2 separate regions of the Gossypium hirsutum genome follow, and region 2 is linked to region 1. Evidence: chromatin contacts called from public Hi-C data. All regions are on one chromosome and are shown on one strand. The core of a region is the stretch at or near the end of the contact, and the rest is flanking DNA. Distances in the headings are between cores, read along the strand shown. Region 1 holds the start of LOC107896662 (zinc finger protein 830). Region 2 holds the start of LOC107896654 (auxin response factor 1).

Region 1 (3,740 bases), core at 484-2,983:
AAACTTCAAAGATTATAAGAAAAGAACATGGCATATATATTTCAAAGCAAGAAAAAGTAGTATCAACATTCTTCGTTAACGTTGTAGCATTCTCACCACACTCCATAAACCATCTTATGGTCAACTATCTCCAAGACCTAATCAATTACCTAAAGACTGCTCCCAAAGGCACTCAGCATCATCGAACATGCCTGGTGAGTTCTCACATTAGCATTATAACAGCATTTTGAACCTACCTTAGGCAGAGAGTTTTTGTCAAGATTCTGAGGGTCATACAGGGAAACAGACATTACCTCATGATGTTTACGAGAAGCTTGGTGTGCATCCCAATGGGATACAGATTTCAAAACGACATCACAAACCCGGCAGACAGGTTGGTCAGATTCATTGTAACTGCATGTGGAAAAGCAAAGAAAGAGAAATTACAGTCAAAAAACAAAACATAACTAATTTAAGTATTATATAGCAACCAACTTTAGAAGATGAAAATCAAAACCACCATTAACACTCTATATATAGAACAATGAGGCAGATTTAAAGAAATTATACCAAAAGAAGTACCAATTAAAATTATGTTTTCATCCGTTCACATTGTACACTTAATAGACAATGACAAGTATAGACTTTATACAAGCCTCCAAAAACTTAGAAGCAACATCCTCAAGAAAAAAAAAGATCTAATTTTAGAACATAACCATGAAAATAATCATAACATTTGAGAGTCATTTCAAGAAGCAAGAAGAAATCCAATGCAAGCGTGACAAAATTTTCCCCACAGAAAATTACCCCTTACCCCAAGTTCCAGAAGGATATATTTCGGACCAATCCTTTAGAAAACAGACATTGAAAAGCAAAAAATATATATTACAAGAAAAAAAAACAAAATAGAAAAGCATTGCCAGGACATAATATTTTCATTTCATGGCTAAAGTATATTGTAATAAAGTGATAAATTTACCTGATAAGGGGAGAATCTATGCGCTTCTCCTTCTTTTGTGCATTCAATTTGGCGCGAAACAACGCCTTGTTCCTCCCTTGGGCATCCATTTCCTCTTTACAACCTTAACAATGAATAAAACAAATTCTTCTAAAAAATCGCAAATAATTGCTTCTTGAGTAAATAAATTTGTATAATCAGCGTTATAAAAGGCTTAGATTATAAAAAATTCACAACAATATAGAGAAAACAAGAAATAAAAAGGCTAAATTACAAGGTTAAAATTAATGCTTTAATAACCCACCGATACACTGCCCTATTAAATTTCCAAAAAGTATTCATAAAATTAAAGAGAAAACAGAGTGACGGGGACAAATCAGAAATATGTAGAAAAGGAAAATATAAGACCAAATAATACAAAGAAATAAACAAGTAAATTCTGAAAGACAACTGAAAATTTAATATATATATATATAATACAATGAAGTAACAGTACCTGGCCTCTTGAACAGTTGGAAATTGGATTATACGTAAGACGAAGACGCAAGTTACGCGTGAAAGAAAAAGGGAGAAGAAGAAGTGGTCGCAAATCGAGAGAGAAGAGAGAGCTGCAGTTTCCTTTTCCCGGTAGAAAGCCAAAAAGTAAAGGAGAAAAAGGTCGTAACCTAATGTAGAAACACCAACGTCCTCTACTGTAGAAACCGGAACAAACCGACCAGGGACGGGTTGAACCGGAAACAAGCAAGTATATTGGTTCGAATAGAGTCATCAAATTGATTTTTGAGGGGTAAAGTATAAAAATGGTGACCAAATTATTGATTTTATTCTATTTTTATCATTTAATTATTTTTATTTTTATTTAATAAATTAAATATTTTTGTCATTATTATATAAGTGATGAGAGGTTGATGTTAGTTTTTTATTCGTCTAATAATAGAATTAATCCTTACATATTTTATTAATTTAATTTTAAATATAATAAATTTAATAAATTTAATTTTTAATATTCATAAAATTCGTAATTTTAATTTAAATTCTACTAAATTCAATAAATTTAGCTCTCAATATTTATAAAAAAATAAATCTTGAATTCTAAAAAATTTATAAATTTTGTGAATTTAACCCTTTTAAAGAAAAAATCAGCATTTAATAAAGTTTTTTTATATTTAATAATAAATTTAACCCTTTAATATTTATTTTAAATATAAAAATTTTCAAACTCCAGCTCCAGCAGCAGCCCCAGCAGCAGCCCCAGCAGCATCTCCGGCCCCTCACCACTAGCACTGCCCTCAGCTCCCCTTGCTAAAACTAGCAGTTCATCTCATCCTTCCCTCAAATGTCCTATTTCTGTTCTGCCATTTTTTTTTTCTTTTTATAGTGAAAAAAGTAGGTTGCAGATTTGAGCCTAATTATCACAAGCTTTCAAGTACCAAGTATTCATAACGCCATTCATTAGCAACAACCACGTCCCTGGAGGCGGCCATTCAAGCACCAGGAATTCATGCCCATGCCCCTGGAGTCGGCCATTTCTTTTGTTCCCATTTTTCTCTAACTTCAATTGTAACAGCAATGAACCCCAAAAATTTGTGGTAGATAGATTAAAATGGTGGTTTATTAAAATAAAAAATTTGTTTAATGTAATTACATTTTTATTGAAAAATTAATCTTATAAGCCCAAATTACTTTATTTTATGTAAGGTTCGGATTGAATAAAATGTCAATATACTTCAAGGTCGAGTTGAACTAAGTAAAGATAATTTTTAAAAGCCTATTATCTAGGTTCAACTCAAATTTGTCTGAACTCGGCCCATAAATATTGAGGGCTAAACTTATTAATTTTTTTAAAATTTGAACTAAGATACAAATTTTGTGAACATTAAAGCTAAATTTATTAAATTTTTTATTTAAGATCAAATTAATAGAATATGTAAATATTAAAGAGTTAAATTTATTATTAGACTAATAAAAAAACTTAATTTCAATTAGTTCTGGAATTTACTCTTAAAATAATTAATAACTATTATATAGTATTTCATTAAAAAAAATAAATTGACATAACATGTTTAAGTTACTTTTACAATTTTAAATACAAATTATTTATTTTTGTATCATAAAAATTAAAAATAATTAGGTAAGTAGTGAGTAATTGAGATGAATCCATCATAATTAAAGACCCTGGGGGACTGAATTCCGTATTTTACTCGTATTGGAAGTTGGAAATAAAAAACAAAAAACCAAAACCTGTTGGAAAAATTTAAAAGGTCGTTTTACAGCATGTCTCAATGGATATGTCTTTTCTGAAGCTTCTACACTTCCCCTCTAATCTCTTATTCACCCGTAAAAAATATGATCGAAGCTTAAAATAAAACAATTGCCAAATTCCAGCAGAAACTTTACATCAACTTTCCTATCATCAACCTCACATGGCTTGAAAGGAAAATTAAATACATAAATATTTTATATATTTATATCTAAAAGAAACAAATGACATCAAGAAACCCAATAGATTCAACATTCTAGATTACCTTCTACATTTGTTTTGTATTTTCTTTGATTTCCCACACTCGCCAAACAATGAAAATCGTCTAGTTCTGCACGATCGAACTGGTGTTCCCTTGACCTGTTACAAGAAACACGATCATGTCTTTTTTGCATAAGCTTGAAACAAATCCTGTGGCTTTTATATGTTGACAGAAACAAGGGAGGGGTAGCAACAGCCTACCTTCGCCCTTCTCCGGGGCTTCGAGTTATTCCAACAGAAAAGCCCACTGCATCCTCCGGTTCCTGACCCAGATTCATATCC
Region 2 (3,740 bases), core at 459-2,958, 330 kb before region 1:
TTGAATGGTATACATTCTCAAAAGAAATTATATCTTTCTATAAACCTTCTATAATTCATTGTATCATATGAATTGTTACCAATCCTCAAATATGATTGACAACATATATTAATAATGTTTCAAGACACTGCATATGACCTTTTCATATTTTTACTTGCACATACTATTATCAGTGACTCACCAAAAAGAGAGCAAGAAGCAAGTGCTTACAAGTACCACACGATAACTGCATTAACTAATATAGAATGTTCAAAACAAGAACACTATGAAAAAGGTTCACAAACCAATCCAACCAACATTTTAAGAACACGTCAAAGTGGACTATCGCCTTAAATTTCGAAAAATAATCAATATCAAAAAGATATCAGATTCAAAAATTTACAGTACAGTAGACATACTTGTTCCATGTGACCTTGTGGGAAGTAATAAACACGCTCCCCAACACGAGGAAGTGTGACAAGAGGTCCAGCACAGGCATGCCATAGTTCACGATATAAAGGATCATCTGTGATCACATAAAAGAGATAGGGAAGAAAAAATTTAAGAAAAAGTAATAAGTCACCGTAATATCTTGTGATACCAAGAAACTAAATTTCAGTTTGACACATTTAAAACTTAGGAAAATATGTAGACCATGTAAAAATACACAAACCTGCTTGTTGTTCAGCAGATGGAATTTCTGATGCCGGAAAAGCCATAGAAACGCCCTCCAAAAGAAACCAGCAGAAAGCAATCACTCAATGGAAACCCTGTGCTGAAGATTGGTTGTATTAAAGGATACAACACTGAATTTATAGAAGTAAACATGTAAATATAGTGCAAAACCATTAATTAAGATTGCATTTACAATTGAGGTTACATTATTGTTCGTTCTGATTATCCTACAAAGCTGACTGATCAAAACCCTTAATTACTAATTGCTACCTCTGTGTCAGTCTACCTCTACCCTATTTTGAGCCTTATAGGAACCCGAATATTAACAAGTCCCTACAACAACGAAATGGACCAACAAAAATGAAAAGTGAAAAGAAACCCAACAATTCTAATGATCCAAACTGCTGTTTACAATATAAATAAATAAATTCAATGACTCTAAAGACCCGGCGATTCTGCAATTACAGAAATCACAATCTTCGCACATACGTATCACATATGTGAGAAAGATAGAAAAGAATGAAAAAAATGAGCTGAGATCTGATAAAAAGGGTCTAATTATATATTTTATTTCTCAAAATATATATATATAAAAGAGGAATAGTGAACAAAACTAATTGGTGACCAGTAAGCAAAATTTTCAGTCAACAAGTGCAACAGAAAATTAGCATTTCTTCCCCTATTTTCTTCCATTTCTGAGCAATCAAAGTACCCCCAAAAATTTACTAATTTGAAGAGGGGAAAATAACTTACCTTTGAGTGCTCTCTGTTCAATCTGGAGGATCCAAAGAAACAAAAATTAGGCTTGAAAACACAAAGCAGATCCAAAAAAAAAATATACAAAGTAATTGAAAAGAAAAAAAAAATAGAAACAAAAGGAAGAAGAAAGGAGGGAGGCGAACAGTGTAAATAAGTTTGTTTGCGTCAATGTTCGGTCGAAGCCGACAAGAGCTCTTTTGGCTATGGCTGCCTCTTTTTCTGTTCTTTTTCTTACACACAAACACTCTCTCTCTAGGTTTTTTCTTTTGTTTTTAGCCCTTATTTCTTCCTCTCTCTTCTAAATACACCTATAAAAAATTTAAAAGAAATCCCCATTATTATTTTTATCTTTCTATTATCATAAATAAATATAGATTTAGTCTTTTTCCCACTATTTTATATCATTGACTTAAATTTATGAATATTATTATATGTTTTCTGAAAAATAAACATAATGTTTTTAATTTATTGAAATAATATTTTTTATCTATAAAACTAATTTTATTTAAATTTCATAATAACTAAATCATGTTAAAATAAAAAAAATTAGGACTCATTGAAATTGAATGCTTATGTCAGAAACAAAAATATTACAAAATAATAATATATTACATAATTATCTATTTTTTTAAAAAATTTATATGTCAAAACTCAATAAAATTAGTTTCATAATTAGATGTGTATGTGAAGTATTTTGGTCTGAATTTATTTTATGCCACTTATTTTGAAAACATATTGAAATATACAAGTATATTAATATTTATATTTTAAAACTACATATTTATTAATAAATAGTCAAATCAGAATTAGATAAATAGACTCACTCCGATACTTCTTCTTTTTTTTTTTTACAAATTCAACCTTAACTATCGATTTTCTTCTTTGTATTCAACCTTAACTATAGAAGGTTGTTTTGTTTTTTTCTTTTTTTTTATTTTTTTCTAAAAAAATTTAGATTTACAGTCTACATTCAAGATTTGTGACTGATCCTCTCATTAATATCTTTTTCAAGATTCGAACTTGAATTATCCTTTTAAGAGTGCAATATGTATTAGCATTACACTCAACTATTTATTGGTGTTAACCTTTTAATTTCGAACGAAGAATAAAATGACTTTTAGTCTAAACTGCTATTTAATAATATGAAGTTAGAAAGAGTGATACACCTGATAGAGATTTATTTTGAAATTTTAAGATAAAACCAATCATATTTACTGAATAAAATATAAATTAATTTCAAATTTTTTACTAATACTAATTAAGAGGAACAAAAAAATATATAAAAACTAGAGTTGAATATTAGAATATTTAAATTATTGAAGTGGAATTGAAAAAGAATTTACTATGTAAATGAGATTTATAGAAGTAATGGGGGCAGGCAGGCGTGCCCTGAAATTCCTACAGGCAGCATCTTTGGGCTGGCTGTCCCTTAGTTCACGTCACGCACAACAATTTCCCTCATTAATTAAAAGCTACCCTGCTTGCCTTACCTACGTATCTTATCTTAATTAATTACTTCTTTATTATTATTATTTAATTAATCATCTGTTTTTTTAGTGCAATTAATCATGCTTTGTACGTTTTGTGACATTAATTAATCCTTAATAATTCTTTCACCTTTGACTTTGCCTTCACTTATCAGTATCATAAACAAAAGGAAATTAAACAATAATTGGTGCCACTGCTCTAACCCTGTAACTAGTAGATTTGGGTTTTTTTTTTGTTTTTTTTAAATATATATAAATTTTAAAAAATATATTTAGGTTCATCCATAGTTATATTATATCATGATAAAATTCAAAATCGAGTCTGATCAGGCTCGTAAATAAGATAAAACTCTTTTAATGTTAAATTTTTCTATCCTCAAAAAACTTTCTTTAAAGAATATCAAATTTATTATCACTCGATCCAATAAACATAAATAAATTTAAAAGATTAATATAATATCATGTGACTTCATTATATTTAAAAAAATAAAAATAAAACATGTGGAGTATTAGACTTCATTATTGATAATAACTCTATTGATCTCGTATAAGGATGGTAAAGTCCGAACTGTCTCATGGATTTTGAATCGATCCAATCCATATGAAGTAGATCTTTTTATTTTTTGAAAAGTAGATGCAGGATGGAGTAGGGTGAATTTTTTCTTTTAGATAGTAAATATGAAGTGATTATGGTAATTATTTGCCTCGCTCCGCTATACAAAATTATTATTTTATCCTTATTAACTATTAAAAGGGTAAAATATATAATAATGATTTATAGAAAAAATTGTTCAAATGTTTTTGAAAATATTAAAAATAAATAGAAAAAATTAAATTAAA

Evidence for each region. Hi-C and Micro-C count contacts between places; a contact is called where the count stands out from the background.
Region 2: a Hi-C map of leaf shows a contact between it and region 1, with 4 times the contacts expected there. The contact joins the promoter of LOC107896654 here to the promoter of LOC107896662 in region 1. A contact is called at or near these places in 2 of 34 Hi-C or Micro-C datasets (both in leaf).

The regions. Positions count from the first base shown.
Region 1 is chrA10:93,049,317-93,053,056 of Gossypium_hirsutum_v2.1, reverse strand. LOC107896662 (zinc finger protein 830) reads right to left here and starts at 1,733. Exons shown (of 9, transcript XM_016821880.2): 1 at 1,434-1,733; 2 at 959-1,061; 3 at 294-393. The coding sequence starts at 1,047. LOC107896663 (protein STICHEL) reads right to left here. Exons shown (of 6, transcript XM_016821882.2): 5 at 3,660-3,740; 6 at 3,158-3,557. The coding sequence ends at 3,459.
Region 2 is chrA10:93,375,932-93,379,671 of Gossypium_hirsutum_v2.1, reverse strand. LOC107896654 (auxin response factor 1) reads right to left here and starts at 1,708. Exons shown (of 16, transcript NM_001399833.1): 1 at 1,557-1,708; 2 at 1,408-1,429; 3 at 653-749; 4 at 399-505. The coding sequence starts at 698.